Regions from separate parts of the Sus scrofa genome. Here region 1 is linked to region 2. The links are chromatin contacts, called in public Hi-C maps. All regions are on one chromosome and are shown on one strand. The core of a region is the stretch at or near the end of the contact, and the rest is flanking DNA. Distances in the headings are between cores, read along the strand shown.

Evidence for each region. A called contact is a pair of places that touch in the nucleus more often than the background predicts.
Region 1: a contact with region 2 is called in a Hi-C map of fetal liver, with 1.4 times the contacts expected there. The contact joins the enhancer-like site here to the promoter of SORT1 in region 2. A contact is called at or near these places in 7 of 47 Hi-C or Micro-C datasets (adipocytes, embryonic fibroblasts, epiblast stem cells and 3 more) and 1 of 2 datasets of contacts at active chromatin or transcription factors (alveolar macrophages).

Annotation. Positions count from the first base shown.
Region 1 is chr4:110,759,194-110,763,814 of Sscrofa11.1, forward strand. SORT1 (sortilin) reads left to right here. Exons shown (of 20, transcript XM_013997288.2): 6 at 2,911-2,984. Among named protein-coding and RNA genes, the nearest start is that of MYBPHL, 31 kb to the right of the region's middle. Within about 2 kb of position 2,973, at least 4 of the 83 cell types and tissues checked have an H3K27ac peak or open chromatin away from gene starts, as enhancers often do. A contact at or near this core is called in fetal liver, where this site is marked.
Region 2 is chr4:110,717,711-110,722,827 of Sscrofa11.1, forward strand. It overlaps SORT1 (sortilin), which reads left to right and starts at 3,400. Exons shown (of 20, transcript XM_013997288.2): 1 at 3,400-3,815. The coding sequence starts at 3,504.

The sequences.
Region 1 (4,621 bases), core at 1,723-4,222, 41 kb after region 2:
CTTCAAAGGACCCTGTAGGTGATGCTTTTATGTTGGACTGTTTTCTGGTGACTTCATATGGCATGAAGTATGTATTTTTGGCATTTTTTTCCTGTGTGGTAAAGGGTACAATATTCATGTGCTATCTATTCCAGGTAAGTATGATGTCTAATGGCTAGTTGACATTACAGCTTTTAAAAAGTGAAGAGATATGTGCTGTAGAGTAATGGACTGGGAAACAGTTTAATGTAATCTTTCTTGTGCTGCAAGGGACAGACATGAGTTGTCAAACTCCTAATGTTGTTATTGTTCCTTTCCTGTGGCCAACCCACATTTTCATAATTTTTTGCTTGGTAGGCCCTTAGTATGTAAAGCTTATTGCTTTCTGTCTTTGACACCCATGTATTAAATATCCAGAGCCTTAAACCCCTGTACCCTCTCCCACATTCCTATACTCTCCCCAGAAACCATTGTCTCTCCCTGTCCTTCCCACTTCCTTTCTGAAAGTTCCTGAGGAGCAGCTCAGCTTGTCCTTTCCTGAAGGACCAGCCGCCTTTTTGATGTTAAGGGCCCAGAGTGGCTGGGTTGCTAGACAATGATAGAGTCATAATTATACTTTATGTTTATATGGCTCTCTCACATCTTATTTCTTAGAGTGTGGTCTGCTGACAAGCAACATCAGATAGAAACCCTGGCAGGCTGGTTTAAGATGCAGATTCCTCAGCCCTGATCCAGATTTAGTTCATCGGTGACTTTTGGTTGCGAGGTGGCTCGTGTTTTTTACCCACTCCCCAGCTGAGCCAGCGCACTAAAATTTGAGAGCCATTGTTGTAATGACCATTCTGAGGACAGAAATAGGATGAGCAAATATGGACAGGTTGGTCTGAACACATGGAGGGCATAGGAAGGGGGAAGGGCGCTTGAAAGAGAGGTCTGAGTTCTGGGTCTCCTGCAGGCAGATCTTTGGGGCGAGGTGAGGCTGGCGGGCTCAAGGAAGGTCAGAGTTGAGCTTAGCCAAAGGAGCCCAGAGGAAGGAAACTAGCCTGCTGGGGAGCCTTCAGATCTCCAGCGACAATTCCTGGAAGCTGGCCTTCGGCAGCTTGAGCTGAAGGCCCTTCAAGGGAATCAGAGGACCCCTGGAGGAATGGACAAAACCATCCTCATGCCTTTGACCACCCCACCGCCATTACCAAGTACCTGGAGCTTGTTGAGACAGACTATCCTCAGGAAGAGGCAGGCGCAACCTGCCTGAAATTTCTTCCAATTAAGGGTAAGTTTGGAGTGCAAATAATCAGGGTGGAGAAGGTGGACCAATTTGTAATAAAGTGCAAATAGGTGATATTAGGCCCCTCCCTGTTTGTAAGTAAAATCGGGTAAATGAGAGAAGCTGGGAGGCAGGCACTCCTAGAGGGGGAAGAAGAGTGGCGGGTGTGTGGGCAGGGGCGCTGCAGACCATTCTGCCCAGACCCGCGCTCCTCTGTCCCACCTCTGCTGGCTCGTGCTGCCAACATCACTGAAACTGTCGATCTTACCTTTGGAGGTCTCTGCTGCGTTTGAAAGCACCAACCAGTCTCTCCTTTTGGGAATGCTACTTGGCTTGGCTTCTCTGTTGTCTTTCCTAACCACTGCATCTTGGTCTCTTAAACTTTTTCAACCTCCCCTTAAATCCCTATTATTCATTTTACTCTGAGCAGCCCCTTCCACACTTGCCATTTCACTAGCGCTTGAACACATAAGATTCTCAAGCCCCTGTTCCTGGTCCAGGCTTCTCCCCAGGGCTGCAGATTCCTCTCTTAGTTAAGCCCCATGGTATCTCTAGCCGATGGCTCACAGGTCCCTCAAGCTCAGGCTGCTGCTGACTTCTTCTTTGCGCTTTCTCACACTTGTTCCTCCCTTCATCCTTGTGCTGCTTATCCCTCAGCCAGGACCCCAGAGTGTTCAGCTCGCCCTCTCTCTCTCACTCCCCCACATCCTCTCCCTCTCCCCTGCACTCCCACTCACATTCCCACCCTGCCCTAGAGGAAAAGCTCTCCAGTTTTACCAATCTAGTGTCTAAGTTCTTCCTGAGCCTATTCCTCGCAGCCGTGGTTTCAGGCCTCACTAACTCTTAATGAATGAACGTGTCAGTTTGTCACAGCTTTTCCTGCTTCTGGTTTGAGCCCTCTGAAATCCATCTTTCCCATTTTCATCCAAGTATTCCTCTTAAAGAAGGAAAACTGATTGTGTCATTTACCTGCTTCAAGGCCCTCATGTAAAATAAAGAGCAGATTCCTCCGCCGGCCTTGAAGGAGGGCTCTCCCTGAGCAGCCCCACCGGCTCCCGCTTCGTCCCCTCCTTCCTCCACCTCGGAGTCTGTGCTCCTCTGCGTCCCAAGGCGCTGGCTCCCTGCACACTCTGGGACGTGTTCACCACCTCTCTGCCTTTGCTTGTATGGTCTCTCTTTGTGCAATGACATTTCATCTCCCATTTGCCGTCTTTTGGCTACACTGCTCATCATCTAAGACCCAGTTCAGCTGTCTTCTTCCCAAACCATCTGAGTCAACTCAGAGTCCCTCCTTTCCCTAACCTGACCCCAGAGACCGTGCTTCCATCACACTTACCACATGCATCAGCCTTTCTTATCTGCACCCTTGTTAAACTATGAGCTCCGTGAGAGCAGGAAGTGTGTCCTTTGTATCCCCTGTGTAATGTCTGGTATGGTGCCCAGCACATAGTAGGTACTTTATAAGACTTGTTATTCTGAACTTCCAAGACCCTGAAGGGGCCACCGTGTGTGTGTGTGTGTGTGTGTGTGTGTGGCTTAAACAGCTTGGATGGAACTTCAGTGTGTGTTTTTACTGTCCTGAATGATTGGATATGAATCATTAAAGATCATACAAGCAGCTGCACAGCTTAAGCTGGAATTTTGATAAGTCATTTATAATCTTTCAGAATGGCCTGTGGGTGTCCAAGAATTTTGGGGGAAAATGGGAAGAAATCCACAAAGCAGTATGTTTGGCCAAATGGTGAGTAACAGAAGATTCCATCTGCGTAGAGCCCCAAACCTTTCCTGACAGTGCTGCCAGAAGTCACATGAATAAATATTAAGCACTTACTGGGTGCCAGGTACCCTTCAGGGTGCCATAAGGGCTACGAGAGCGGGGTAGGACACAAACCTTGACCTGGACAAGCTTCTCATTTTGTTGGAACGAAGGCCTTGTATCACTGAGTGTTAGAAGATAAAGTCTAAGACTAGGGCCAGTACTGAGTAACTGTTGTCTGCAAAAGGTTTATTCTCTGTAAATGGTGACTTCAGTTGCAATAACATAAAATACAGCTTGATTTGGAGCCTTATAAACTTCTGCGCACCCAGATAGACACCCCCTCATCTAGCGATCCTTTCAGTGATGTGCAGTGTAGTGAGGACTCAGGAGGAAAGCTCAAAGTGCTGGCAGACTGCCAGAGTCCCAGTGTTGCTGCTGCAAACCCATTCACTTCTCTTGGTGCCTCCCACCCCCACCCACATCGGCTTAAAGACAGCACAGTGGAGGAGGCTCTTATTGGGAGTCCAGTCACCTTTATGCTCTCCTGGGTCTGCTGCTGTGCTAGTCGGTGGCTTAACCTCTCTGGGCTTTAGTTTGTTCCTTCTATGAAAAGAGATTTGTTTGGCAAGTTTGGGGCATGGTTGAGCAAGAATGAAGACCTTTCATACCTCAAAATTCTGATCAGGCTCAGACCCTTGTTTAGAGCCTCTTCTTTCTCTTTGACTGATTTCAACCAATTTCTTGATCTGGTTTCCTGTTGATAGCAGGTCACTGCCAGAGGTGGGCATGTGTGTTGGAACAATAAGCATGGGTCAGCTTGAGAGTCTGCTGCCTGGGGGCCGCAGGGAGGCGGAGAACTCCAAGAGCAGGCAGAGACAGAGGAGGCAGCAGGATGAGGGGACTTAGTGCTGCGTCAGGAGAGCACACGGAACTGCTCGTGGGAACACTGTCTTGCAGTTTCACACAGCTGATGTTCCCCGCAGGAATCCATAATCCCAAGAAGAGTCGATAGTTGATGTCCTCTACTTAGGGAGGTAGGGAGTGTGCAGTATAAAAACTGCCAAATGTGTCTACCAAAATTAACTCCATGGTAACAAATGGTGCTTAAGTAAAGTGGCATTTTCTAGAATATGCTGGTTAAATGAGGTTTTTACAGCACCACATTGGTACACATGCCATATCTGCTTTTGTTTTGTGAATTTTAATTAATTGTATTTTTATCTTATATGGTGTTAACAGGAAGGAATTTATAAAGCAACTCAGTTAACAAATTGTTTCACTCCTGATGGATCTAAAATATGTAGGATGGGTTCAAATAAGAGCATAATAATTTTGACCATTAAAACTCACCTTTACATACGTATATCAAATACCACGGTGTACACTTTAAATATCTTATAATTTTAGTTATACCTCAATAAAGCTAAAAGAAATAAATAGAAAACTCATCTTTAAAACTGAAACATTTTTGAATGGTATTTTATTTTCTGTCCTGTACAGGATTTTTTACTTGTGTAACTTGTTTCTTTGAATAGTGTCGAAAACATAAGATAACTGGGCTGCTGCTAACTGTTTACTCACAGTTTAGATCTTTGGTTTCTTGGAATTTTACAATCTAA
Region 2 (5,117 bases), core at 2,150-4,649:
AACAAGATTTTCTTTTTTCGTGAACTGTAGAAGAACTGTAGAAGAATCGAATTCATGATTTTGGCCTCACTGGCAATCAATTACAAATCAGTAAGGGAACTGGGTAATTCAGAAGTAGTTTACATTAGATTTTTGGAATATATGAACTTCCCCCATTAGAGCTGTCATATGACTGGTTGAGATTATTTAAAGAATCAAAAATGGCCATATGTAGTAGATACTGTTACTTACCATGTCATACTTAACAGATGAAGAATCTCCTGCTGTGTGAGCATGGACACAGAAAATTAAGCTGTTGGGACTTGAACATAGATTTTTCTGGTTTTAAGTCATCGACTCAATTTTTCCCCCCCTTTTTTCTTTTTAGGGCCGCACCTGCCACATGTGGAAGTTCCTGGGCTAGAGGTCAAATTGGAGCTGTAGCTGCCAGCAAATGCCACAGCTACAGCAATGCCAAATCCCAGCCACATCTGCGACTTACACCGTCGCTTAACCCACTGAGCAAACCCGCATCCTCATGGATACTAGTCAGGTTCTTAACCTGTTGAACCACAACAGGAACTACCTCTTGATTTCACAATGCCAAGTCTGAGAAGCCTAGCTACCTACTGAGTAATAGGGAAATCTCTTTGGGATTTAAATTGTACTATCCACACATGGCTAACTCATGTGGATAATGAAGAATTGATTGTGTGTTATCTTCATTAACATTTGTAGGAAGCTGTACTCTGATGTCAAATTCTGATTGAGTAGGCTGAATTCATATTCTTACTGTATTTCCAGCAAAAAAAACCCATGTATATATTTGAAAGAAAAGAACTTTGCTCTAGACACACACTAAGGAAAGTAGAAAACGAGCGTTATATTGTCACCAGTGTTCTGGACACTGTCCTAGTGACTTGAACCCTGTTATAAAATATAACATGATCTTGAGATTAATTTCTCTTGTTCACCTCATCAAATCCTAATAGAAAAATGCCATCAAAAAATCCTATCTCAACTTCTATTTATTCAGATTTAATGAATTTGAGTACCTATGTACTATATGCCAAATAATGTACTGGGCACTGGGGCTAGAGCTATGGTAATACTAGGTGTGGTCTGTGCTACCAAGAAGCTTCTAGTGGGGAGAACTAGACAATAAACAATATCCTGTTTAACTCACTATAGGGTTAATGCAGAAATGGACAAAACGTGCTGCTTTAAGGAGAGGTGAAGTTGTGTCTCTGAATCATGTGTACTATGTAGAGAAAAATACTAAGGAATTAAATAGCTCTTAGTTTCAGCTTACACTGTACTGGTGAAACATTTCATATCCTCTATAATCCCAACTATAGAATTATTAAAGGAATAGAATTATAGCATTCTTGAAAGAGATAGAACTTTGGTTTTCTGTAGAATCAGAAAATTTTCTACAAGGTCTTGTGTCCATTTAAGCAGAATGAGAAAATCTGCAAAAAGCAATAGTTTTGTGAAGTGTAACTGCTTTCTATTCATCTTTCTTCTATAGAATTTATCTTGGAGGAAAATATGGTTTTTAACAATAAGATAAATGTATATATTTTAGTTCTGTAAATTAAGTCTTAGGTGCAATATTTCACAAAGGAGATCTGATGATGCAACTTTTGTGTTTATTGCCTGTGTCATTTAGACAGAAGTGAAATACTAAAACAATTCATTCAAATATTTTCTCAGTACCATATGCCAGGTACCAGGTCCCTAGCAGCTGATACAGTTTGAGGAAGGAAATATATACTCTGTAAGCATATAATGATACCTAAAAGCAATGTATTAATAAGCAAAAGTACAGGTAATTCCAACAATTTGAGTTAGCGTTTACTTAGTCGTTTCTCCGAGAGATGGCACTGTTGAGTTGGCTTTTTTCTTTTCAGACAGACAATAGACATCTTTGTGTCACCCAAACAAAGAAATATTCCTGTACAGCCCCTAGTCTCCCCCCAGCTAATCACATGCTACTGGAACTGACTGTCTTGTGATCTACTCCACAGTTGGCACAGATTAAAAAATAGTGCTGTATTAAAAAATTATCTGACACATTGTAGTTAATGGAAAGGAACAAATTGTTCCCCAGTTTTCATGGAGCTTTGTCAGTTCAGTAGCTGAGAACTTGGAAGACTATTCTAGCAATTTTTACCATCCTGCTCAGATGCCATTTAAAAATACCTTTAACTTGTCACCTCTCGCTATGGTTGTTCTGACAAAATGTAAATTTATAAATGTAAAAAATGTAAGTCGTTGCAAATTAACACAACCAGAAGGATTTTAATGTAAGCCTTGGGTTGGGTGCCCTGCACCATTCATTTTGCTCTACAATGAATATATTCTCATTTGGATTTACCTCCAGTTTATAATTAAAAGTAGTTGTTAGCTGCTTTATTTAGGTGTAACATTTTGTATACTTCATATCTTCCTACTTATTACCTTTTCTACTGAGCAACTTCTAGCATTCCAAAGAGTCAATAAGGAGGATATCTAAAACTGGTTTTACTTCCACTGTGTGTTCCAGAATAATGTGCCTCTCCTTCCTGCGATAAACGGAACAGTGTAGGGGTTTTGTTTTATTTACTGGAGACAGGATGCTAATTTAAGGGACATCATATACCGAACACCAAACTTGTGCAATGCACTCACTGCAGGGTTAAAACACTTTGGTAAAGACAGATACGCATCTATACAATGATCATCTCTCAATTAGGCACTGGGCAATTCTGTCCCCCTTTTACCTGTCCCTTATGTCTAAGCTACTTTCTAACTCCAGGAAAACCAATAGGCAGTTCCTCCTTTGGTTAACTCCCTGCAGAAGAGGAAGATGAGTGAGGAGAGAATTTTCTTCGGGCTCGCATGAGTCACGGATGTCCTAATGTCTATCTGCCTCCGCGAGATTTAGCCCACACAGCTCTCACTCACTGTAGACAAATGGGGCACTCCAACCCTGCAAGGGTTAAAAGCCAGACGCACCGGTTAATGACAGAGCCCCCATTTCCAGCTAAGCGAGCTCAGGGATTCCCTGAGGAGATTTTCCAGGCGCTGCAGCAACCCAAGGAATTTTAAGGGTGTCTCTGGGGAAGAAGGGACCAATTCAGCCCCAACTTGAGGGTGCCAGAGGGAGGAGCTAGGGGTCGGGGCCCCACGGAGTTGGGGGCTTCTCGAGAAGGAGGGAAGCTCCCCATGCTAACTCTGGAAGCCCGGCCTGGGAGACGCCGGGCGATGGGGGGATGACCTCAGCGGTCTCTGCCACGTTCCAGCCAATCAGCCCCGCATCTTGGCATCCGAATCCAGGACCCCCTAAGCAGGAGGCGCCGCGAGCCAATCAGCAGTGGACCGGGGAAGAAAGACAGGCGGCCAGCCTATGGGCGGAGAGGTCTGGCTTGGCGTATCCAGGGAGCGCCGGCTCCAGCAAGGGGGGGGAAGGTGGGCGGCGCCGGCGGGGGTGGGCGGGCGCGCCGGGCGGCAGGTGTCGACGGCGTCGGCATTCGGCGGCGATGGAGCGGCCCCGGGGAGCTGCGCAGGGCCTCTCGCGCTGGCCCCACGGCCTCGGCCTCCTTCTCCTCCTCCTCCTCCAGCTGCTGCCGCCGGCAAGCCTCGGCCAGGACCGGCTGGACGCGCCGCCGCCGCCCGCTGCGCCGCTGTCGCGCTGGTCCGGCCCCGTCGGGGTGAGCTGGGGGCTGCGCGCGGCCGCGCCTGGGGGCCCGGTTCCCCGCGGCGGCCGTTGGCGCCGCAGCGCGCTCGATGAGGACGAGGACTGCGGCGGGGTCCGGGACTTCGTCGCCAGGCTGGCCAACAACACACACCAGGTGAGCGGGCGCCGGGCCGGGGCACCGCCCGGACTGTGAGGTGCTGCCCCCGGGCCCCTGGCGGCCGCCCGCCCCGCCAGCGCAGCCCGGCCCTCTGTCTTGTCCGTGCGCCTCGCGTCCCCGCGGAGGAGACCCCGGCTGCTCGCCAGCCCCGCTGGCCCGCGCTCCCCCGGCCGCAGCCCCGAAACTGCGGCTGGCCGGCGGGCGGGCCGAGTTGGGCCCGGGGAGCTGCCCTCAGATGCCGCGGCCGAGCATGTTTCGTCACAGGGGAGGCAGGCTTTGACTTTCACGGGATTCTTTTTTTTTTTAATTTTTTTTTTACTTTTATTTTTCTGTTTAATTGTCAAAATCTCTCGAGCGTCGTTGTTTTCCGTCTGTATAAATAATTAGGATCCAGTAACGCTATACCCCACCAGGAAGCTGGAGGAGTAATTACCTCTTAAGTGCTTGGAGAAGTTGGGCTACGCAGAAGCAAAGGTGTGTCTTCGCCGGGTCAGTACTTTCTGGGTGGGTAGGCGGGTGTTCAGTAATCCCAGAGCAGTTATTAGATTACTGTGTGTTTTAACGGCTAAAGGAACAAGCTTGGCAGTGGGGTTGATAGTACGTATATGATCTCTCTTACGCCTTCGATTTGACCTTCTGTCATGGCATTGGACTGTATCCCATTGTAACAAGATTTCCAACACTTAACACGTTGCAGATATTCTGCTTTGAGTTAGGTCCTCGTCGAAAACTTTAAAAATTATGGCAGTTCTGTCTCTGGGGATAAGCAGCTCAACCTTTGCATAGTACTACTGGTTGACAAAGCCAGTTGTTGGCTATGTCCTGGCTCCTTGCACCTTGGGCGTCTTCCTCATTTTTTTTTTTTTTCTTCCTAGAACTAGCGATTTAATTGCTACCCACATTTGCGTAATATATTTACAATTGAATATATTTTCTCTCTTCTATCCATCCCTCCTTCCTTCCTCTTTCAAGGAGAGTTGCACATGGGGACAGAAGTGAGTGGTTAACTGCACTTGTCCTTTTAGAACCACATGCTGTAATAGCCAAATCCCCCCTTGAACTGTCTTTCTCCCTCTGCCTGGATTATACTTATTACCTGTGCAGAATTCTCTGGTCTGGGGACCCAGGGCAGTTGCAGTCAAAGCACAAGCTGTCAGGGATAACTCTTGCTAAATGCAGTCCAAGCAGCAGCTGCATAAAAGTGGCCAAGCTAGTGCTGACGTGTGGGACAGTTTGGGTGCACACAGAGTGGAATGAGAACTGAGAAGTCTTCCTGTTTGACAATAAAAAAAAACTTAC